Regions from separate parts of the Mus musculus genome. Here regions 1, 2 and 4 are each linked to region 3. The links are chromatin contacts, called in public Hi-C and promoter capture Hi-C maps. All regions are on one chromosome and are shown on one strand. The core of a region is the stretch at or near the end of the contact, and the rest is flanking DNA. Distances in the headings are between cores, read along the strand shown. Region 1 overlaps Vps13d (vacuolar protein sorting 13D). Region 2 overlaps Vps13d (vacuolar protein sorting 13D). Region 3 holds the start of Vps13d (vacuolar protein sorting 13D). Region 4 has its middle 45 kb from the start of Tnfrsf8.

What was found. Promoter capture Hi-C pulls out the DNA fragments that hold promoters and counts their contacts. A called contact is a pair of places that touch in the nucleus more often than the background predicts.
Region 1: a promoter capture Hi-C map of neutrophils shows a contact between it and region 3, with 3 times the contacts expected there. The contact joins the enhancer-like site here to the promoter of Vps13d in region 3. A contact is called at or near these places in 3 of 39 promoter capture datasets (the HPC-7 cell line, cranial neural crest and neutrophils), 2 of 115 datasets of contacts at active chromatin or transcription factors (embryonic stem cells and pancreatic cancer cells) and 2 of 9 other capture datasets (adipose tissue and liver).
Region 2: a contact with region 3 is called in a promoter capture Hi-C map of liver. The contact joins the enhancer-like site here to the promoter of Vps13d in region 3. A contact is called at or near these places in 3 of 39 promoter capture datasets (liver, maxillary cranial neural crest and pre-B cells) and 3 of 9 other capture datasets (adipose tissue, embryonic stem cells and liver).
Region 4: a contact with region 3 is called in a Hi-C map of CD4 T cells, with 1.6 times the contacts expected there. The contact joins the enhancer-like site here to the promoter of Vps13d in region 3. A contact is called at or near these places in 1 of 39 promoter capture datasets (the C10 cell line), 2 of 484 Hi-C or Micro-C datasets (CD4 T cells and Th1 cells), 2 of 115 datasets of contacts at active chromatin or transcription factors (bone marrow-derived macrophages and embryonic stem cells) and 3 of 9 other capture datasets (adipose tissue, embryonic stem cells and liver).

Annotation. Positions count from the first base shown.
Region 1 is chr4:144,982,807-144,988,372 of GRCm38.p6, forward strand. It overlaps Vps13d (vacuolar protein sorting 13D), which reads right to left. Exons shown (of 70, transcript NM_001276465.1): 68 at 512-643. Among named protein-coding and RNA genes, the nearest start is that of Gm36317, 22 kb to the left of the region's middle. Within about 2 kb of position 3,790, at least 29 of the 459 cell types and tissues checked have an H3K27ac peak or open chromatin away from gene starts, as enhancers often do. A contact at or near this core is called in neutrophils, where this site is marked.
Region 2 is chr4:145,013,981-145,020,036 of GRCm38.p6, forward strand. Vps13d (vacuolar protein sorting 13D) reads right to left here. Exons shown (of 70, transcript NM_001276465.1): 67 at 2,755-2,950. Among named protein-coding and RNA genes, the nearest start is that of Gm36317, 54 kb to the left of the region's middle. Within about 2 kb of position 2,876, at least 53 of the 459 cell types and tissues checked have an H3K27ac peak or open chromatin away from gene starts, as enhancers often do. A contact at or near this core is called in adipose tissue and liver, where this site is marked.
Region 3 is chr4:145,190,695-145,196,873 of GRCm38.p6, forward strand. It overlaps Vps13d (vacuolar protein sorting 13D), which reads right to left and starts at 4,311. Exons shown (of 70, transcript NM_001276465.1): 1 at 4,225-4,311.
Region 4 is chr4:145,356,620-145,362,938 of GRCm38.p6, forward strand. No RefSeq gene overlaps it. Among named protein-coding and RNA genes, the nearest start is that of Tnfrsf8, 45 kb to the left of the region's middle. Within about 2 kb of position 4,687, at least 55 of the 459 cell types and tissues checked have an H3K27ac peak or open chromatin away from gene starts, as enhancers often do. A contact at or near this core is called in Th1 cells, where this site is marked.

The DNA of each region.
Region 1 (5,566 bases), core at 2,540-5,039, 210 kb before region 3:
CTAGCAAACAGTAAAGTTAAAAAAAAATATATGGGGCGTGGTGGTGCACGCCTTTAATCCCAGCACTCGGGAGGCAGAGGCAGGCGGATTTCTGAGTTCGATGCCAGCCTGGTCTACAAAGTGAGTTCCAGGACAGCCAGAGCTATATAGAGAAACCCTGTCTCAAAAAACAAAACAAAACAAAACAAAACAAAACAAAACAAAACAAAACAAAATATATATAAGGGACAAAAGTCCCTTAAGACTGAGACTATCTCATGCCCCGGCCTCTCTGAACTGACTACAGAGACTGATACCGCAGAGACAACACAGGGAGGTCTGCTTTGGAGCAGGCTGAGAGCCATTCCCTCTGGTACTGGTCATTTACAATCTGACATTTAGGACAAGTCATTCTTTAGTCTCTTCCAAGGGCTGTATCAGCATGAAGCTCCTGGGTCATAAAGAAATTTCTCAAAGACAGACAAGGCAAAACAGTAGACCAATGGGCTGTTTCTTACAGCCCCCCACTTACAACTCGTCCTGGATGTTGTCCGTTAGCTTGAAGAGCTGTTCCTGTCCTTCTGCTTGGCTCTCAGAATATCGAGGAAGCAGCCCCTGGGGACCAGTGCAGCAACGTGGTTTCCGAACCCTCTGGGCTTGGGTCCTAGAAGGGCAAATGGACAAGAAGAGGTTAAAGTGTCATGGTTAAAAGGATTTTCCTTCCTTGTTTGAAAAGGCATTGCTTAATAGACAGAATCCAGCTGCTGCAGGACTGTGTGGTATATGACATGCCCACTGTGGATTCAGACTGGACTTTACGATCTTTTGGCTCTAAATTATTATGACGTTCAATGTGCTAACTTCCTTAGCTCCCCATTTCACTTTTTGTGTGATAGGATGTCATTACCTATCTGTTGGGCTTCTGCTGGAGAGCATAGATTACCGATCACCATGGCTCTTTAGGATGATTATCACAAGCTTCCCGTGGCCCACACCATTTGGCTAAGGGTCTCTTTGGGTCAGCCCTCTGGGGACATGCCGTGGGTTCAGGAAGAACACAGCAGGGGCCTAGGCTATAGTGTGAACCTACCATGTTACCAGGTTCCTATGGAGTGAGCTCAGTCTCCCTGGTAAAGAGTAAGGAATGCAGCAGCCACGGGAAGGAGCTAGTCCCAGGCCACAGCAGCAGCTCTAACTCATGCCCTTGGCTGTTGGTTGCCTAAAGGAATCTGCTTTGCTATGGCTTTCAGGGTCGGCTGCTGTTGTCTTTTTCCACAAACCATAGACAGGATAATTGATAAATACTTTTTGGTGTTTTCCTAGAAACAGGAGTCCATATTTGTCTTGGAAAGACAGCACATACTTCAGATGACTGATAAGCCTGTACTGGGTCTGTCCTTAGCTGTGCACTTGCTGTACTTTCTATTATTTGTTCCTGGAACCCACTGAAGCAAAACATCCCTCTCTAGACATACCTCAACGAGGGGAGCAGGCAGCCGCACTGAATCAGCACTTTAGAACCGGTGCTAGTGGAGACAGACCGACCGGGAAGAGGTACTCTGTAGGGCAAGTCTGGGTAGGATCCTGGAAGCAGAAGCCTGGAACTTGCCACAGGCTATCTGCAGAGCTAAGATCATTGCAAGTGTTTCTGGACACAGGTCAGGCTGAGTTCGCCAGGCTGTGGGTCCAGAAGGTGCCATGGGGGGAGGTATATACATGTGACAGTTCGTAGGAAGCCAGAGAGTGAGTCTCCTACTCCCAGACAATTTTCAAATATTTAGGTATGAGGGTGCTTAAGTCTTGGTTGTGTTTCCAGGAGTTATATAAAGACACAGTGACTTGCATGAGGGACTAGGTAATGGGTTGGCTTCATTTACAGCACATATTTACATACTCCACTATGCTTAGGCTCAATTCCTCCTTCAAGGTTTAGGCTTACTAATGTGCCGACCCCTGAGTTCTCCCTGAAAGCAGGGATGGTGATGTTGGCAGACACTATGGGTCCACTGTAGAGGAACTTTATAACTGCTCAGCTTTGGATGCTAGCAGGTCACCATATACAAGGTGTCCGCAGGAAGGTGCTGGGTGCACTTTTCCAGATAGCGTGTTTTAGTTTCCTGGCCTGGTGAAACAACTGCTGTCATTTCACTGTCTAGACGGATCAATAACATGTCTTCCCCAAGCATTCCCATAGTTCTTTTGCCTAAGAAACTCTGGAAGTGCCACTGGATAGCAAGTAGAAGACCAGACATCCCTTCTAAAGGGAGATGGTGAGGTCACTTTCCTACCTCCTTTCAACACAAGGTTTGATTATCCTTTCACCCCACTTCCCAACTTGCAGATATTTGTGGGCTTTCCTATAACATATACTTCACACTAACTATAATATCCACCTCTCTACACCTGCTAACAAATTTGGGTTTATCTGCTTTGAGTGAGGGTCTTACTATGTCGTAGCTCATGCGGGGCCTGAACTTATATATAGCTCTAGCTGGCCCTGAACTGGCTGGCCTGCCTTAGCCTCCTGCATGCCAATTCCCCCTACATCAGTGAGAATATCACCTCACTCAGACATGTGTGTATTTATTGCCTCCACACAAACAGCACACACCATGAGAAAAAAACATTTGGCTTCAGCAGCGCCTGGCTGCCTGCAGAGAAGCAACAGAATGGTGAATGGTTTGCGAGAGGGGAACAGTGGAGGCCTACACTGGGCTGCAAAGCAAAGACGAGGTTTTATGATGTTTAAGGGGCATCATCTCATTTTCCTAGGGTACTTCTGTCTAGTCCACTAGGGAAACAAAGGAAAGATGTGAAACTTTGTGGACATGTGTCCTGTTCCTTTCAAGACAGTAGCTTTCCTTAGTGCTTAACAGCGGAGTGAGGGGAAAACTGACTGTGAACACTGCATCTCTCTGAAGAAAATGAAGGTAGTCTGGCAAACCAATGAAAGATGGCAGGCTCCTGCTCCTGAGCTTCTAGAAGTCACACCAACTGAAGGCCAACTTAGAATGGAAGAAATGTGCCCTATGTCACCAAAAAGTTTATTCCTTGACAGTAATTCCTTGACTAGGTGGCCTCCTCTAGAGCCCTTTCTCAAACTTTATTTCCACTCCCAATTTATTTATTATTTTCTAGTCCGCAATCTATGACCCCACAGATACATCCAGAATGAGCAGGTAGAGCAGCTCCGTTGTGGGCTCCACATACCCATGAGTTATGCTTACCCTCTCCCTGATTTTCCACAGAGGGCAAACTACTCCCAATTTTTACGGTCCTCTCTTGGTGGTCTACCAAACACCAAGGGATAGGCTGGATTTGGTACCTAGTGCTAGGGCCTACAAGAGCTCACTGTGATGTTCCAAGTTAATGTTCATGTCAATATGACGTAGACAGGAAAACCCCACAGCCTCTAGCTCAGAGAGAGGACGAGCTCTGTAAACGAGGGGTTCCCCACAGACGGGTGATTTGAGTGTATTCTTTAGAAAGGTGAAAGGCAGATTAAAGGTTCTCTTCCTCATTCTTCTACAATGTTGAGTCAGTAACTAAAGCTAGTTTTTCTTCTTTAAAACACAAATAAAATTTCAAGTTCTCATGTCCGGGTTGGTAGGTCATGAGCAGGGAGGGCTTGGGCATGATGTGTAAAGTCACTGTGAGAACAAATCTGAATCCAAGCTTAGTTAACAACAACACAACAACAACAACAACAACAACAAAAAGCCAAACACAAGCAAATGTTTCCAAACCCAGGAGCTCGCAGAAAGGTTATGAGGTAATCTTCACTGGGGAAAAGGAACTACTGTGTGGTAGAACTGTTCTCATAGTCATCTGTATGGCTAGCTGTTAAGTCACTATCTTCAGGCCCAGTGAGCCAGGCATTAGGATGGCTTCCTTTCAGGGCCTGCCACTGTCACTGGCCTCTTTCTTTATTTGAATAAAGAATACACAGTCCCACTGCTGACCAGCTTGGGTCTACTGCATCCAGCTCCCATTCCCCCTCTTCTGGCACAGCCCTGAGTCGGAATCTTGTGTCTATTGCCCATGTTCTTTCTTAGGCTGTCTTCCCACACTTCAAAGTATGCTCTGGCATATAGACAGTGTTGTCTATAATTTCTAATCATGTTGCTAATTGCAGATGCCACTGTCTATTGAGAGGATTCAGCCATTCCCTTAGGCAGCTGGAATTCACTTGTATCTGTTTACTATTACCCCATGGTATGAACATCTGAGTACTGGCCCAAGTCTTGGTATTATAAGTGATGTGGCTATAAACATTCTTGTGCATTTGAATAACAAATAATAATAATATACATTTTGTATTGTTGATGACCTTTGGATTTGGACATACACACACATACATACATGCACACTTTCTGCCAGTATATTAAAGTTTGCTGAAGAGGAGAGTTTTAGCTAGTTTTAAAGAGGTGAAGCCATTTTGTACTTCCCCCATGATGTAGTAGAACGACCTAACTACCTACTGTCTAGGGCAGCACTGTTTAATATGCTGTCGCTGCCACATGGCTACTGAGCATGTGAGATGTGACCAGTGTAACAAAAGAACCAAAATTTAAATTTACTTTCACCTGAGAACCCATCTCAAAACAAACTGACAAAAGAAAGGAAAAGAAAGGAACGTCGGATATGTGTGTGTGTCTGTGTGTGTGGTATACTCCCAGCATTCAGGAACCAGAAGTGGTGGCAAGAGGTGGGGGACAGGGTGTCAGTAACTCAAGGCAAGCCTAAATTAAAAGCAAATTAAAGGCTAGTCTGGATTACATAATATCCTGTCTCAGAGGTAAAAAGAAAACAAAATTAAATTGATTCATACTTAGTTGTATGTTGGAGAACTCTGATCTAGAGTCTATTTGCATTTATTCATTTGTTTATTTATTGTGGAGAGGTGTGTGCATGCCATAGCATATGTGAAGAGGTCAGAGGACATCTCTTGGGTGTCTCTCACTGTGGGTTCTAGAAATCAAGCTCAGGTCAAGTTCAGGCAGCAAACACTGCAAAGTCATCTCACCAACTGGGGTTAGATTCTTCAGCCTGCTGCTGGAGTGGGTATAAAATGGCCTCAGTGTTCGTATTCCATCTCCTTTTGGATGACAGGATAATGGTGTTCTGTAATAGCAATTCTCAACTGTAGCCTAGACTACATCTGGGAATCAACGGAAACCAAGCTGTTGGACACTCCTGGGCGAAATTTTCTTAACCTGACTTTGAATAAGGAAGATCTACCCTCATTCTGGACTATACCTCATAGTGGCAGCCCACATAAAGGGCTAAGGATGGAGGAAGCTTTGTGTTTTGCCTGCTTGTCCCACTCTCTCTGGCAAGTTTATCTATGCTACTGAGACCAATTCTAATGTAGTCAAAAGACAAGCATCTCTCCAGGAATCCTCTAGATTTAGATAGCCGAGCTGTCCAGCATCTTGGATGCAATAACTACCAGATTCTCAGCCTTTGTACTGTGAGACAGCCATTGCTGGACTGCTTGGGTCATAGCCTGGAAGCCAGTCGGCTAGCTCCCCATTATATCTATTTATTCATGCTACCATTCATGCTTCTTTAGAGACCCCTGACT
Region 2 (6,056 bases), core at 1,626-4,125, 180 kb before region 3:
AGAATCTCACTTTTAATCCCTTCAAATCATTTGTTAGTCCCTGTTGTCTAAACAGTGGGGAAAACCCTGAGTAACACCCCTGGATTCTGTTCAATCAACGGGGATGGCTGGAGATGGTTCTACCTCACTTCCAAGAAGCCGGGGTGATTTATCCCTTGGGTAGTGTCAGGATGTTGTGGAGAGACCTTAGTGTTATCAGAGCAAAGTCCAGAGACAAGGACACATTTCTCCACCTGCAGGGAGCTCTGACCATGACCTGAAGATAATATTGCTAGCCTTTCTGTAGTTCTTCATGCTTCTATATTAAAATAACCCTGGTTGGGCTTCAAACCCTTGGGAGGTAGACGATTTAATAGACAGGTATATCTAATCTCTTATTTATAGATGGGAAATGCTGAGGTGTGGACAGGCTAGAGATCAAACCAACGAGTCAGGTTTAATAAGTGAGCAGGGTTTGGGACTCTGCCCTGCTGTTTTCTGGGTCAAGTGTTCTGCTCTCTGCAACACATGGCTTCTTATTAATAACCTGGGCCTAGAAAAATATGCAGAGGGAGCCAGGTGAAAGGCTACTGTTTGCCCTTTGGAAGACCCCGTTCCACCTTTTCAATACAGTAGAGGGTACCAAGATTGATCTACTGGCCTGTGGGCACAGCTGCTGTGACGTTCATAGTCACTGGCCCTGAAAAAGCTGCGAGGACAGATTCAAGCGGATAACTCCCCCTCTGAATGGCCCATGCCCATGGGCCCTTCACTTAGTTCTGTGGCTTGTTTCTAAGCAGAGAGATTGTCAAGCAGGGGCTGTGCTGGGGTCATGCTGTAAGCTGCCTGAGTCTGGCTTTACTATCTCTAACCAGCTGTGTGGCCTTGGACCAACCACAAGGCTTTCTGAACAGTCTGTAAGTAAAGCTTAAAGATGTGTGAGACTGGCCAGGTGGAAGCCTCTAGACAGTGCTTGGAACGCTGTGAGAAGCTTATTCTACTTGGTCTGTTCTGCCAGGTTCCCTTTCAGCAATTCTTCCCTTTGCCTGTTCAATCCTTACTTGTACTTTTGTGCTCCTCGAAAGAACTGAAAACATCCTGCAGGCTTGCAAACCAACACTGTGCAAAGGTCAAAACATTTCTCTTCAGTCAATATCATTAACCTCTTTGTAGCACAGAAATCATCTTTTAAAGATTCAATGTTTAAACATGTGTCTATGTGGGGAGAAGGTGTCTGTGCATGTGTGAGTGTGAGTCCTTATGGAGGTAAGGGCACACGTTAACTGGAGTGAAGGTGGGTGTAAGCCATACTACATGGGTGCTGGGAACTGAAATCAGGTTCTCTGCAAGAGCACTGCATGGCGTACACACTGAGCCACTTTTCTAGAACCTTACAAAAAATTTCCTTTTGAGCAAACATACTAATCCCTTGATGTTTTGGTGTTTTAACAAAGAATAATTCTTTGAGAATGTTTGGGTTCTTCAGTTGTATTTACACTGCATGCTGGAAGAGACCTCTTGAGCTTTGAGCAGAAATAAAGAACTAGCTGGAAATACTTTGGAGGTTTCTCTACTGCCTGACCATCTTCACTGCTCCACACATACCTCAAAATAGACATCAGGGTTGTTTTAGCTTTATATCTGAGAATAGAATGTAGCTTAACTTGTGTGCAGCCTCCACCTTACCACCACCACTGCCCCACACACCCCAAGCAGCTATTTCCAGACGGAAGACATTTTGGCACCTGGTCTATAATCACAAGCACTTCCACTGCAGCAACACGTCACTGATGAAGTTCCCCGATGGCAGACAATGGCACTCATTTTAATTGGGGTTGACATGTCTTTGAATCTTACTGAAGAAGCAACAGGTATAGGCATAGCCAACCAGCTTCTAAACAGGTACAATGCTTTATCTGGGGATCATCAACTATGTAGGCTGCAGTGAACTTCCTTGGGCTTAGTGGAGCCCCTCTAGGAACAGCAACCCTCCTGTCTCTTTGGAGACAGGAAGCTAAAGCAGACCATTAAACAAACACCTAAGCTAAAGTGGCTGGGTTCTGTGGACATAGGCCATCTCCAATTTTTAGTTCTAGTTGGTATCAAGACAAGTCAATATCTCATAGCAGAATGACCAGCTTCCTTGTGGAAGTGGGGTTGGCTCCTTTTCCAAAGGCTGGAGGACTGGCTGGCATTTTTGACTAGAGGGAAACCTAAGAAGGAACAACCCATGTGGTTAACTGCAACTTCATATACTAGAATTACACGGGGTCTAGGAGCAAAGACCACCAACCAGCCTTCAGTAGGCTGATGGCCTAAGGGGTACAATTAGCTCGGGGAACTTATAATGATACAATGGTAATACTGATCTCTTTGATGAAAGAACCAGACATTGCATTTTCTTATCAATTTTCAACATAGTATCTTATCGACTTAAAGAAAAACCTGTGCCACTTTTTGTGTAGGTGGGTGGAGTGAGAACAGGATTCATGTAGCCCAGGATAGCCTTGAACTTAAACTGAACCTTAAGCTCTTGGTTCTTCTACCTGTATTTCCCCAGTGCTGGAATTACAAGCATATACTATCCCTTCTTCATGCCACGGTGTGCCTCCTTTTTATATATTTTTATTGCACAAGTCAAGATATTTCTGCTACATGTTTAAGTTAAACAACATAACTAAGTCATACAGACTATTACCAAACACATCTATGTGGACTACAGAATCCTCAGACCTGAGCTCAAAAGTAGAGATCAACTCTCACCATGACACTGACCTGGGACCACTGAGTGTGGCTGTGTCTCTCACTGCCTGAGCTGTTTCTGATGCAAAATCCAGGGCACCTGCCACTGGCTTGGTCACAGTGCCAACGAGTCCCTTGCCAAGGCCAGATATGAATCCACTGACTCCTCCTTCTGTTTTTACACCTTCCACTGTTGATGTTATAACACTGGTCAATCCACCAATGATACCTAGTGAGAAAAACAAAGAAACAAAACCAAACAAGGTCACTGTCACCTGGCCAAGGTCAAAGCCAACAGTATCTCAAACCAAATTTCTAGTTTCTGCATCTGGAATGATAAAGGCAGTTTGTTGATCTCTAAACAGGCCACAAGTCAAGAGACCCAAGGGACTTGTCTAGAAAGTCCAGAATCAGAGGACACTGTAATAGTCTGTGAGTTAGAAGGAACACATGTCTAGGATAATTTTAAAAAAAGAAAATCAAAACCAAAACAAAACCCCTGGGCTATATTAAGAGTGTCGTAGGTAGAGGGCCTGCCTAGTGCACAAAGCCCTGGTTCAGTCCCCATTGCTACATAAAACCAGAAACAGTAGCATACACTTGTAATCCTAGTACTAGGGAGGTGGAGAACAGAAACCAGAAATTCAAGGCCATCTTGAATTCAGCTACATAAATTCAAAGACAGCCTGGAATAAGTGAGACCCTGCCTCAAACTGAAAAAAAAAATTACAGAAAAGTCATCAGTTCATTAGTCAATGTTTTTAATGAAAGCAAAGGTGAGAAGCTAATGGTGGTCCTTTTTTTTTTTTATTCTATTCCAAGTCTTAAGCAGCATACAGGCAATAAAGAGAGGATGCAGAGAAGGGGATAAAGCAACAGGAGACTAGGAAACAGGGTCCTTGGGAAAGGTTTAAGTGCCTCTGAAATGTAAAGTTGAGAACCACCACATGTTTGACATGGTTTGTGTAATACTGCATGCTTTGCTGAAACCATTAGGGTAAACAATGAAGAATTCATTAAGGCACCCCAAATAGCTGCTAACACCACCCAAGACCCTTGGGGTTGTATCAAGCTTAAAAGACCAATCTAATTGAAAAGGCATTCAAGCATTTATTTTAAAAGCTGACAGCAATGGTTGAAGTAGGCCCAGAAGTGTCCACAAGTTGGCAAAGGCTAGTGAGGTCACAAGCATTGCAGGGAAGAGGCAGGCCCAGTACAGTGACCATTTCTAGGACTCGGGCCAGGGACACTCACAGGATGTTTACCCTCTGACAGTTGGGGTGTGAGGAAGCTCTCTGCACTCTTCAGCTCTAGTGAGACAAATTAGGAAAGGAAACTGGTTGGGTGAGAGTGTCCCTGAAATTCATAGAGTTTCTTTCAGATTCAGGATCTTTTTGCTCCAGTGAGGCAACATTCCTATCCTAACTCAGAACAGAATTCCGGCTAAACAACTAGGACTTAGGAGGTGGTCTTCAACAGATCAAATAGGACTCCAGTTTTTTATTCATTTATTTTATGAGTATGTGAGCATGCATACGCGCGCACACACACACACACACACACACACACACACGTACTCACACTGACACCTGCTCACACAAGCACACTTACAAGCCAAAGTCCACATGAGAAAGTCAGGAGACAATTTATAGGAGTCAGTTCTTCCCTTCCATTATGTGGGTCCTGGCTATTGAATGCAGTTTGTCAAGCTTAGCAGCAACCATGTTTGTTCACTGAGCCATCTGATCTTCTCCAGGACTCCAGTTCCAAATTAAGGAGACTAGATAGACTCTGGTCTTATTATAATGTGATTCTTTTCCTCCTAAAGGAGACTCTCCTTTCACACTGCCCAGAGCTCAGTGCCCTCTTGGATGAGGCGGGTACTGGTTCTGGGCTCAGATTGGCCTAAGTGGCTCCTGGAGGGGTTGTGGATAGCATAAGGACAATCTTTGATTGGAGGTGATTTGGCAACTGTGAACAATCACCCAGCTTCTTAGTACATAGCTGTGTTCATCCAAAAAGTGAGGCCAGCCACCTCTCTCTGAAGAGAGGATAGCAATTAGACACAGCAAAAATCTTCACATTAATTAAAACTGTGCTCTACTTGCTACTGTATTACATTACAGCTAATAAAGACAATTTAATCTTTACTCCAGAAGGATTATTCCAAATCTTTACTTTAAAATTTTATAAACAGATTAATTTAGCCCAGTTTTACACCCTGCCTGATACTTGGTCATCCACTTTACAACTGATAGGGCTCAGAAAAGCCTTCCACTGTAAACACTGTACCCTAAGCTTAGAACTAGTCATACATCATTATAAAACAGTGACCTCCCTTCTTCCAAATATAGACAGTTGTGACTGATAGACTAGGGGACTGTCATCGTATCAATGATTCCTAGGGTCTGGTCAAAGCTGCTAGCCATCACTGAATATACTATGGGCCAGTGGGCTCTAGATGGCCCCTCTGCTTTTCTGACACTCAGGCCATTTGACAGTGAGTCACACATCACTGGCCATATGACCAGTGCCACAGGTGCTTGCAGAAGTATGAGCGGAAGTACCTAGGTCAGGAATGGGGGCAGCACTTCCTTCTGTGTGGCTGGGGGACACTGGTAGAAAAATTGACTGGGCCTGTATTTCCAAAGGCTTTCGATGCCACATTTAGAATTTGCTAAGAAAACCACAGTAATAGGAAATGGGTGACAGTTGAAACAAACTCAGAGAAAACACATGTCTGCCTGCCACTTCCTTCTTTGCAATTACATGTTTTGTAATTCTGCATCTATCTTATAGACGCAGAAACACCACAACCATATGCCAGGAGCCACTTTTATATCTCAGTTTCTTTGGAAGGAACAAGTGGCAAGCATCAGGCAGTCATGTGCATGGGTCAACACATGCAGACATCTGAGGTCAACCTCTGATGTCATTCTTCAGGAGTCATCTACCTCTTGTTGTTGTTGTTGCTGCTGCTGCTGTTAGAGTGTCTTTCACTTGGCTGTCTGAATGGCAAGCCCCAGGGATCCACATCTGGCTTTTGATGTGGTGCTGGGATTAAACTCGGGCCTTGTGCTTGCCTTGCCAGTGCTTTACCAACTTGGCCATTTTCTGAGCCCTCTAAAGATAGTTTTAAAGCAACAGGTCCAGATTCTAAGAGGAGATTGATGGATTGTATCTGATGCCCTTAGCCATGGAAGCTAGAGAACTGGAAGGAAGTGCAGTGCGCTCAGCATCCCGAAAAGGGACAAGGACTTCAGGGAAGGAGTGAAAAGAAAGGCTATCAGACTCACCAAGACACCTCACCAGTATCTGCTGCTGGCAGCTTTCAT
Region 3 (6,179 bases), core at 3,061-5,560:
TTAACAGAGCACAGCTCGGTGTGGTGTGGCACGCCATAATGCTGGCACCTGGGAGGTAGAGGCAGTCGGGCTTCTCAGAGTTCCAGACCTGCCTAGTCTAGAATTCCAGGCCAGCCAGGAATAAATAATAAGTTCCTGCCTCAAAACAACAACAAAAAGTACCTAGATGTATTTCTGTGTTGACTCACAGTTCTGCTTGCCTCGAGCTGGATTCGGGAAGATGGGCACCCATACTGATCTTCAGCTACGGGGACAGTCACTTGGAAACTCTGAAAATCACCTGCAATTTGAAGCTAAGCCTTCTAGTCAGCTGTTCTCTGACATCCTTCCTTTGGGGTAGACTTGGGACCAGACTGGCCTCATCAGAGCTTTTCACAGGGGCAACCTGGCAACATTTGAAGAAGTTTTTTTTTTCTTTTCTATGTATATGTGTGTGCACTGTACGCATGCAGGAGCCTGCGGGGGCCAGAGGAGGGCATAAGGTGCCTGGAACTTGAGTTATAGAAGGTTATGAGCCTCCATGTGGGTGCTGAGAACCAAACTCAATTCCTCTGCAAGACTAGTGTTCTTAACCACTGCCATCTCTCCAGCTCTGTGAAGACGTTTTTGGTTAATTGTTACTTCGGATGCTGCTTGGCTATCTTGTGAGGAGGGTCTGTAGAAGCTGATAAGCATCTTACAATATTCACGACAACCCCAATCAGCAAAGACTAATCCAAGCAGAAAATATTCAAGAGGCTATGTGAATGAAATTCACACTCTACAACTCTAATTAGGGTGTCCTAATTAAAATTAGCAAATTTATTCATTAGGCTCATTCATAAAAATCACCTAAATGGAAGAGAAAGGCAATGCTTTATCACTGACCTTTTTTTTTTTTTCTTTTAGACCAGAGTCTAATATATCCAAGGCTGGTCTTGAACTTACCACATAGCTGAGGACATATCCTTGAACTTCTAACTCTCCTGTTCACCTTCTTAGGAGGTGCTGGGATTACAAATCTGCACCATCACATATGGTGTATGTGGTGCTGGGAACTGAACCTAGGGCTTCAAGCACACTAGGCAAGCACCCTGCTCACTTAGGTACATCTCCAGCCTTATCACTAATCTTCACCAGTCCCATTGATGCTGACCTAATGACTATTTTAGGTCAGCAAAGGCAAACACCACAAGTGCTCTGGTTACCGGTTCAGCCTTTAGATTCAGTACTAAATCACGATTGCTTGTTACAATTAGTATAACGTTGTGTTTGCAGTATTATAAAAATATAGATTATTTTATTAAACACACACTTAATAAACACTCTAAAGCTTATCAGAATATTGATTGGCAATTAAAGTCAGCTTTCCTTTCTTTCATCTGCTGTTAGTATGTAAAGGATACTTTAGCTAATATCTTTAAAAGTGTTCCACTGGGGAGCTAAAGTCATGGCTCAATGGTTAAGAGCACTGGCTGCTCTTCTAGAGACCCAGGTTCAATCAATTTCCAGCAACCACCTGGTAGTTCACAACCATCTGTAGCTCCAGTTTCACAGAATTTGATGCCCTCTTTGTACTCCATAGACACCAGGCACACATGCGGTCCACAGGCATTCATACAGGCAAAACACTCATAATATAAAATAAATTTTAAGAAAAGTTTTGCCTAAAGTTGCATAGATATTTTTACTCTTACAGTTAGGTTGAGGGGCATCCAAATAGCTCAGAGGAAAAAGGCACCTGCTACCAACCTGAGAGCTTGATTTCCATCCCTAGGGCCCACATGCAGGAGAGAAGTGGCTTCAGAAAACTGTCCTCTAACCTCCACTTGCATGCTGTGGTATGGGCACACCGCCCCCAGACCCGAATGCATATATACACACAAAAATAAACATATTTTCTAAGTGAGCATGAGAAAGATTAAGAAAAAAAAAGTTTAAGTGAGAGGCAAGAATGGCGATGCAGGCCTTTATCTCAGTACTGGCAGGCAGAAGCAGGTGGATCTGTGAGTTTAAGGGCAGCCTGGTCTACACAGCAGTTCCAGAACAGCCAGGGGCTATATACCCTGTCTCAAAACAAAAGTTTAGCTGGGTTCTCAGATCACTGGTCTAATGGACTCCAGTAAGGACTCTAAGCTGTAAATCTTGCTCCTAGGCCATCAAGTTGGTCACCAGCCACCACACCAGCCATTCCAGATTTCCTGTGGCATGTGTCCCACTTGGAACCAGACTATTTTCAGGATCATTTCCAAGGACTTTGCCCCATGACTAGTGATTTATCTTACTGCCAGGAGATACACTCACCCCAAGGAAAAAGCTAACAACATAAGACAGACCCAAAACAAAAGCTCCCCTAAAAGTTGACCCAGCCTCAAAGGAAGGCAGATATTTACTTGTCTATGCAAGACATAATTATAATCAGGGACAGTTAAAAAAAAATCAATTAACTCTTCAGGGTGATGATCTACACCTTTAATTCCAGCACAAGGGAAGAAGAGGTAGGCAATCTCTGAATGGAAGGACGATCATCTCATTTACATAGGGGTTCCAGGCCAGCCAGAGCTACAAATTGAGACCCTGTCTCAATAACAATATTAATTTTGCAGAAAATGCACTTTATTGTCTTATTTCTTTCAAAAGAATTGGGGGGGGTAGGTTATGCTCCAGATATAAAGCCAAGAATCTGGGGAGGGGGACTCCTCGGCATTTGCTTTCAAGGTCACAAAAACAATTTTTAAAAATTTTTAATCAAAAATGCTTCACAGTGTAAATAAACGTTTCTCTATTGTCATTTCAACAAGGTAAATCTATTAAAAACACAATGTGAAGCTGACTACCTTGTTTTATTATGTGAGCCTCAAACAGTCCTGGGCACCAAGCCAAGGCTAAAGTAATCTTTATTTTTGTTATTGCCATTAATTTCAGCCCTAAAAGCCAACTCTCCCTAAAATGCCAACTCCAGATGTTTTCCCAGTAAAGAGAAACTACTGTCGGGCTAGCATGGTGTCTCAGAGGTGAAGGAAATCGCTACCAAGACTGAGTTTAAACCCCAGAACCCATATGGTTAAAAAGAGACTACAGACTCCCACAGGTGGTCTTCTGACAGCTGCCCTCCTCCAGCCCCCAATACACATAAAATAAGTGTAAAATAAATTTACTTTTCCAGGAAACTATTGTCGTTTTGTACCCATGCTCTGCCCCTTCCATACTTATTCTCGATGTAGAAGAACACAAAGTACACATTTAAAAGTACACATGAGCTGTTAGCGCCCTACAGATGTTCTTCTGCTCCGTGTGAGGCCCAAGCCAGAAAGCATCCATTAGCTCTACTAAGCATCTAGAGCAGGCTTGAGGCCACTTCAAGGATTCCCTTAAGGAATCTGGTTTCAGGGAGGTCCGCCAGGCTGGCCAGAATCCCAGAGTATTTATATGCTCATCAGGACTTCTAGGCAGCTGCCCGGTAATAACCCCCACCTGGCTTCCCCTATCTGGTGTGGCAGGTGACACTGAGGGATCTGGGTTCAACCCACAGCCTGGGCAGACAGCCGGACATGACCTTGAGCCAGGCCCCACCCGAGAAGAGGCCAGACCGGGGAATAGGAAGCACTGGCATTTGGACCTGGAGAATCCCTGTGCCAGGCAGCTAGGGCTGAGTGCTGAGGGATTCCAGGAGCTCTGCCACAAGGGGACAACTCCAAGTGTGTGTCAGGCCGGGGGCTCCGCAGGAACGCGAAGCTTCCCTGGCCTTTCCATATCTCCGGTCTGCTGTCAGAACCCCAAGCCTGGCAGCAACAGGGGACAGAGCCACCAAGCCTAGAGAAGATGGCTCTCTAGGGGTAAGAGAGGCGAAGAGTGTCCCCTACAAGAAGGAAAAGTTGGGAAGAGAGGGACCCTGGGGACAAACCTAATGTCCCCACCCAGAGGTGACCCCAGAGGGGATGGAGGCACTGAGGGAAGGGACGCCGCCCCACTAGGGGTGTGCTGAAGAGACACTCGCACGTTGGAATCAAGCCTCGGGAGACGTGACACCCAAAATCCAGTGGTGTCTCCAGGCTGCAGAGACCGGTGCCCCGAGCCCGGGCCTGAAGTGCCAGCGACTCTCGGGCTCCGGGGTCCCCGCGAGGGCGCCCGGGCTCCGGGAGAGGCCGGCTGCCGCGGACCCCGAGTCGGGCCGTCGGAGCACAGCCAGGTCGATCGCGTGGCCGCTTTCCTTGAGGTCCTCCGCCTTGACCGCCGCCCCCCTACCTGTCGCTGTAGCTGTAGCTACCGCTGTCGCTGTCGCTGCCGCCCAAGCCCGGTTCTGCGAGGTGCTTCCTCTCCGCCACTCCTCAATGGCGGTGACTAGAGCGCTAGACTCGACCAATCGAGTGGCTACGTACCTGGGCCTGGCCAGCAGAGCACCGAGCCGTCGATGGGGCGCCCCCTAGCGTCCGCAGCCGTTCCTGTAAGGGCGGCGGGTGCCTCCCAGTATGCTGGGGGCTTAATGAGCAACAGCTCAATCAGCCCCGTTTTACAAATGGGTAAACTGAGAGCCGGGACAGTGTAGGAATATAAATCATCCTAGTTCAAACATTATCGTGCCTCCAAAACCGCCCTGCTTTCCATCTGCCTTTTTATCCCACCACCAATAATGACCCCTTGACTGCCACTGAAGTCTGTAATTCAAACCATGCCTTTAGCCCTGCTTAAACCACTCCCCCCACTACACTTGTATTAAAATTCATCTCCTGGGCTGTCAAGATAGCTCAGCTGGAACAGGACCTTGCAACCAAGCCAGATGACCAATTCCCAGCACCCATGTGGTGGAAGGAGCGAACTGATTCACCCAAAGTGTCCTCTGACCTACAGGTGTGCCTGCCCACATATACACACAAAATGAATAAATGCAAATTTTAATTAAAAAAATACCTCCTTCTGAGCATTCAGGAAAGTTAATAGTTGGAAGGCAGCTTGGGCTACATAGTGGGTTCATCCATATCCTGTCTCAAACCCCATCCTCTCGCTTTTCCACCCCCAAAATACACACACAATACTTCTTGAAGGCAGGAACCACTATATAAAGCCAGGCATGGTGGCACACACTTGTAAGCATACACACTGAGCCCAGGGCTCAGGAGGTAGAGAGAGAAAGGAAGATGAGGTGTCTAAGGTCATTCTCAAGATACGTAATGAATTGGGGGCCAATCTGGGCTACTTGAGACTGTCTCAAAAATAAAACAAGTAAAAAATAAAAACCCTCTGTACTGTGCCACACTAAAATTTGTCTGGTCTTATTCCCTTTCTATGGCTTTCTCTGGTTCACTTGACTCACAAAATGCTTCAGTTCCTGCCTCCAGTCCTTTGCATCCGTCATTCTCTCTGCTTAGCATGCTGTTCTCCTAGATCAGTGCGGTCCTACAGAAGTATAATGCCAGCCCCAAATAGACTCATTTGTTACTTGCTATATCAAAAGAGATGAGCCAGTCGGGCGTGGTGGCACACGCCTTTAATCCCAGCACTTGGGAGGCAGAGGCAGGTGGATTTCTGAGTTCAAGGCCAGCCTGGTCTACAAAGTGAGTTCCAGGACAGCCAGGGCTATACAGAGAAACCCTGTCTCGAAAACACAAAAAACAAACAAACAAACAAACAAACAAACAAACAAAAAAAAGAGATGAGCCTGGAAGGTATAGCTCAGTAGTAGAGTCCATGTGTGATGCTGGATTAAGTCCCTAGGACCAATGACAATAAGGTGGGGGGAGAGATAAAGGGAAAATTGCTTAGTAATTTAGTCACTCTGATGAACCAAAATACTCTGATCACAACATATAACCAACAGCAAACAAACCTTGTTTGTGCTGATTTCTGAGATCGAGTCTCTGCATATAGCTCGGGTGGGCCTCAAACTCAAGATCATCCTCCTGCCTCAGCCTCCTGATCTGTGCCTGATTTGTGCCATCGCACCCGGCAGAAGGATGGTTAGGAAGATATATTAGTGCTGTTTTACTGAAGGTTTTTGAAATCCAGGAATATTTTATACTGTGTTATCCCTAGGACAAACCAGAGACTTTGAGTACTGGGTGAGCAATTGGAAGTGACTAGCTGCACTCTGAATGGCCACGGGGCGGAGCTAACTGCTCCTTTCTCTGCACTTCCCACTTCATAGGACATTTACCCCATCCCCCATGAAATTCTCTCATCCATTATTCTGTTGTGCTTTTCTC
Region 4 (6,319 bases), core at 3,437-5,936, 170 kb after region 3:
AGCTAGATGCTAGCAGGATCTTGATAATTGTCATTTCTATGTTCCATCAACAGCCTTACATTCATAAATATTTGCCTTTCCAAGCCTGCTCAGATACTTGAAGTTTAGGCTCTTCTCTGCCTAGAGACAATCTAAAGATGTTTTGGTGATGTCTCATACCTGGGAGATTGTAAGAAAAATCTGACCTCCAATACCTGGGATAAGAATTGGAGGGTGGAATTCCTGGGCAGAGAGAGGGATGCAGAAAGGGCAAATCAGATGCAGGAGAATTAGTAGGTGATAGAGAAAAGAAGTGTTAGATGAAAACGGGAGCAGAGAGGTAAAGAGATAGCCACGTGGTGGGTCATAGGCTTGAATAGTCTTAAGTTTAAATGATAGCTGGTCTACTCTCCCAATAAAAGGCCTACGTTTTTAACTATATAGAAATCTCCTTGTAATATTTATAATACTGCTGATGTGTCCATGAAAAGCTCCAGCTATACTCATGTCCATAAACACATGTGCATACTGATATGTAACATTTATCAAATGTGCCTTTGATATTTAACTCAAATCAGATATTGATTGGTTACTCCCAATATATTTTTTGTGACATCATTGACCTGGCATATTTTGCAGGAAGGACAGATTATAGATCAAAGGCTTTGTGTTTGGTTCAGTGTGCACATTTCTCTTTATGTAGCCAAACACTGTCCCATAACAAGCACACTGAAACATAAAGTCAATGTCCTATGAAGACAGTCATATAGGTCATTGTAGTTTCCCATGAGTGTTTATTGTTTTTCTAAGACTTGCAACTCATAGCATTCCAGGAAGGTACCTGGTTCTTGGGTGGGTGTTGCTTACAGGTTAATTTTGGTCTTTACAGTCTAAGGGAGAAAACAGTACAAGGTAGACAGATGGGTCCAGATATAACCAGACCATGAGGGGGGGGGATATGGAAGGAGAGAAGGGAGGATAGATAGGCTGGCCAATCGTGGAACCCAGAGCCAAGAAAGCACCTAGCCAACAATGTCTTCATTGATATGTTAATAGGTACCCTAGTTGGTCATTTGTCCTGAGTTTCTTTGAGACCTAACAAGGTCCAGGCCAGTATGCATGCTGTGAGGATATCAGGCTATGATACTATTATAGGTAGCAAACTCAATATAGATTAAAACAAATTTCTTTTGAATAATTATGGTTTCTCAATTACATAAGAAAATTGTCTTCATCACTTTTTGCAGATGATATGATAGTATATATAAGTGACCCTAAAAATTCCACCAGAGAACTCCTAAAACTGATAAACAGCTTCGGTGAAGTAGCAGGATATAAAATTAACTCAATCAAGTCAATGGCCTTTCTCTACACAAAGAATAAACAGGCTGAGAAAGAAATTAGGGAAACAACACCCTTCTCAATAGTCACAAATAATATAAAATATCTTGGCGTGACTCTAACTAAGGAAGTGAAAGATCTGTATGATAAGAACTTCAAGTCTCTGAAGAAAGAAATTAAAGAAGATCTCAGAAGATGGAAAGATCTCCCATGCTCATGGATTGGCAGGATCAACATTGTAAAAATGGCTATCTTGCCAAAAGCAATCTAAAGATTCAATGCAATCCCCATCAAAATTCCAACTCAATTCTTCAACGAATTAGAAAGAGCAATCTGCAAATTCATCTGGAATAACAAAAAACCTAGGATAGCAAAAACTCTTCTCAAGGATAAAAGAACCTCTGGTGGAATCACCATGCCTGACCTAAAGCTTTACTGCAGAGCAATTGTGATAAAAATTGCATGGTACTGGTATAGTGATAGACAAGTAGACCGATGGAATAGAATTGAAGACCCAGAAATGAACCCACACACCTATGGCCACTTGATCTTCGACAAGGGAGCTAAAACCATCCAGTGGAAGAAAGACAGCATTTTCAACAAATGGTGCTGGCACAACTGGTTGTTATCATGTAGAAGAATGCGAATCGATCCATTCCTATCTCCTTGTACTAAGGTCAAATCTAAGTGAATCAAGGAACTTCACATAAAACCAGAGACACTGAAACTTATAGAGGAGAAAGTGGGGAAAAGCCTCGAAGATATGGACATAGGGGGAAAATTCCTGAATAGAACAGCAATGACATGTGCTGTAAGATCGAGAATCGACAAATGGGACCTCATGAAACTGCAAAGCTTCTGCAAGGCAAAAGATACTGTCAATAAGACAAAAAGGCCACCAACAGATTGGGAAAGGATCTTTACCTATCCTAAATCAGATAGGGGACTAATATCCAATATATATAAAGAACTGAAGAGGGTGGACTCCAGAAATTCAAATAACCCCATTAAAAAATGGGGCTCAGAATTGAACAAAGAATTCTCACCCGAGGAATACCGAATGGCAGAGAAGCACCTGAAAAAATGTTCAACATCCTTAATTATCAGGGAAATGCAAATCAAAACAACCCTGAGATTCCACCTCACACCAGTCAGAATGGCTACGATCAAAAATTCAGGTGACAGCAGATGCTGGTGAGGATGTGGAGAAAGGGGAACACTCCTCCATTGTTGGTGGGATTGCAAGCTTGTACAACCACTCTGGAAATCAGTCTGGAGGTTCCTTAGAAAATAGTACTTACTACCAGTGGATCCAGCAATACCTCTTCTGGGCATATATCCAGAAGATGTCCCAACCGGTATGAAGGACACATGCTCCACTATGTTCATAGCAGCCTTATTTATAATAGCCAGAAGCTGGAAAGAACCCAGATGCCCCTCAACAGAGGAATGGATACAGAAAATGTGGTACATTTACACAATGGAGTACTACTCAGCTATTAAAAAGAATGAATTTATGAAATTCCTAGGCAAATGGATGGACCTGGAGGGCATCATCCTGAGTGAGGTAATCCAATCACAAAGGAACTCACACAATATGTACTCACTGATAAGTGGATACTAGCCCAAAACTTAGGATACCCAAGATATAAGATACAATTTGCCAAATGCATGAAACTCTAGAAGAATGAAGACCAAAGTGTGGACACTGTGCCCCTTCTTAGAATTGGGAACAAAACACCCATGGAAGGAGTTACAGAGACAAAGTTTGGAGCTGAGACAAAAGGATGGACCATCTAGAGACTGCCTTATCTAGGGATCTACCCCATAATCAGCTTCCAAATGCTGACACCACTGCATATACTAGCAAGATTTTGCTGAAAGGACCCAGATATAGCTGTCTCTTGTGAGACTAGGCAGGGGCCTGGCAAACACATAAGTGGATGCTCACAGTCAGCTATTGGATGGATCACAGGGCCCCCAATGGAGGAGCTAGAGAAAGTATCCAAGGAGCTAAAGAGATCTGCAACCCTGTAGGTGCAACAACATTATGAACTAACCAGTACCCTGGAGCTCTTGACTCTAGCTACATATGTATCAAAAGATGGCCTAGTCAGCCATCACTGGAAAGAGAGGCCCATGGGACACACAAACTTTATATGCCCCAGTACAGGGGAACGCCAGGGCCAAAAAAATGAGAATGGGTGGGTAGGGAAGTGGGAGGGAGGGTATGGGGGACTTTTGGGATAGCATTGGAAATGTCATTGAGGAAAATACGTAATAAGTAAAAAAAATTAAAAATTAAAATAAAAGTTTGTAAAAAAAAAAAAAGAAAAAAGAAAATTGTCTTCTGTGTTCAAGAAAGTGCTCTGCCCTTGTATATTCATGGTTTGTTGAGCTTTGCAATGTGAACTTCTTGCAGGTGTGGGAGTGCTTAGACCCTGCACTCAGGGCTTTTTTTCAGGGACCTCTTGTTGGAGAAGTCCAACAGTCTGCATTCTGGGGGGTCACACTGTTTTCTTTCAGTCTTCCTTGCTCCTCTTCAGTGTTGCTGGGAAAAGGACTCTGTCTGTGTGTTAACCGTGTGACTGACAGTCACATCTCATAGAATGAACTAAAATCTCAGAGAAAAAGAGGCATTTTCTATGATATCCCTGCTTTCCTTCATGTTTATCCTCTTGCCAGGTATTAGCATCTGTCATCTTTGTTTCATGAGAAGTTTTCAGGTTCTTTCTGACCAATGTTTTCCCATATTCAGGTCTCCCTCTGCTCCGTCTAATCTGCTCACCTGTAAATCAAAAGGCCAAGGAGACTGTAAGAAAGGAACCATGTGTGTTAGAGGGATTGAGCAAGGGGTGGGTTGGGGCTTAACTGTCAGTAGAAAGAGGACATGAATTTGGTTTTGTCAGATTCTATTTCATTAATGACTCTGGAAAATCTCACTGAGAATAATATTAAATGTGGTGATGTAGATTTCCCATTATAGGCAGTGCATTCAGCAGTGAGTTGATCTCAATATTTGATTAGTTTTGAGTCTCTGAAATTATTGTTGCCCATTGAAAAGTGTCAGAGACTATCCCGTGAGAAAGCGAGCCCTTCACAATCTCCCTGACAGACCAAATGGCCTCACGCTAGGAGCTGGTTATCACTCCCTCCTCCCTATTCCCTTCCTGGCACCTGAGGCTGTAAAAGCTGAATTATACTCCCTTCTTCCCTATCTCTTCCTGACTCTCTTGACTTCCAAGGACACGAGTTACAGAGTTACGCCTGAGCCCCGCCTGACACCCAAGGCTGTTAAGGAGGATCTATGTTCCGGAGATAAGACGCAGAGTACCCGCCTGGCGCCTGACTTCCGCCCTCATGTCAGCAGATGCCCGCTTTGTTCTTTGTAAAATTCCCCCTCGACTCCTCCCTATTCCCCCGTGATGTATGCTTTAAAACAAGACACCTCAACATAATAAACAAAGACCTTGACAACTTTGCTTTGTCTTCAGCTTTTCTTCCCCTTCCTCCCATTTTCTTCCAGGTTTGCAGTCCCCCTCACACCCATGAATAACTGAATCCCACCCGACGGGTTAGAAAAGTTTCTCTCTCTCTCTTTCTTTCTTTCTTTCTTTCTTTCTTTCTTTCTTTCTTTCTTTCTTTCTTTCTTTCTTTCTTTCTTTCTCTTTCTTTCTTTCTTTCTTTCTTTCTTTCTTTCTTTCTTTCTTTCTTTCTTTCTTTCTTTCTCTTTCTTTCTTTCTTTCTCTTTCTTTCTTTCTTTCTTTCTCTTTCTTTCTTTCTTTCTCTTTCTTTCTTTCTTTCTCTTTCTTTCTTTCTTTCTTTCTTTCTTTCTTTCTTTCTTTCTTTCTTTCTCTCTCTCCTTCTCTCTCTCCTTCTCTCTCTCCTCTCTCTCTCCTTCTCTCTCTCCTCTCTCTCCTTCTCTCTCTCCTTCTCTCTCTCCTTCTCCCTCTCTCCCTCTCTCCCTCTCTCCCTCCCTCTCTCTCTCTCTCCCTCTTTCTTTCTTTCTTTCTTTCTTTCTTTCTTTCTTTCTTTCTTTCTTTCTTTCTTTCTTTCTTTCTTTCTTTCTCTCTTTTTTGTTTTGTTTAAAATTATGCTCATATCTGGGCATGGTGGCACATGCCTTTAATCCCAGCACTCGGGAGGCAGAGGCAGGCAGATTTCTGAGTTCAAGGCCAGCCTGGTCTACAAAGTGAGTTCCAGGGCAGCCAGGGCTATACAGAGAAACCCTATCTCGAACCCCCCCCCAAAAATATGCTCATGTAGGCTCACAAACATATTTATTTGCTAAAAAGTGATAGATTTGGCAATTCTGAACTATACATGCTGCTTCAAAATGGAAAGAAAAAAAAATATATCTCCCTTTTAAAATGAACAGAATAAGCTCATCATATTCAAAATAAATATAAATGAAGAAATACAAAAATAAAATCCAATTACTAATATAAAATTTCAATCAATTATTTTTCAATTTTTATTAGATAGTTTCTTCATTTACATTTCAAATGCTATCCCGAAAGTCCCCTATATCCTTCCCCGGCCTTGCTCCCCTACCCACCCACTCCCACTCCTTGGCCCTGGTGTTCCCCTGTACAGAGGCATATAAAATTTGCAAGACCATGGGGCCTCTCTTCCCAATGATGGCCGACTAGGCCATCGTCTGCTTCATATGCAGCTAGAGACCTGAGCTCTGGGGGTACAGATTAGTTCATATTGTTGTTCCACCTATAGGGTTGCAGACCCCTTCAGTTTCTTGGGTACTTTCTCAAGCTCCTCTGTTGGGGGTCGTGTGTTCCATCCAATAGATGACTGTGAGCATCCACTTCTATATTTGCCAGGCACTGGCATAGCCTCACAAGAGACAGATATAACAGGATCCTTTCCACAAAAATCTTTCTGGCATATGCAATAGTGTCTGTATTTGGTGGCTGATTATGGGATGGATCCCGGGTGGGGCAGTCTCTAGATGGTCCATCCTTTCGTCTCAGCTCCAAACTTT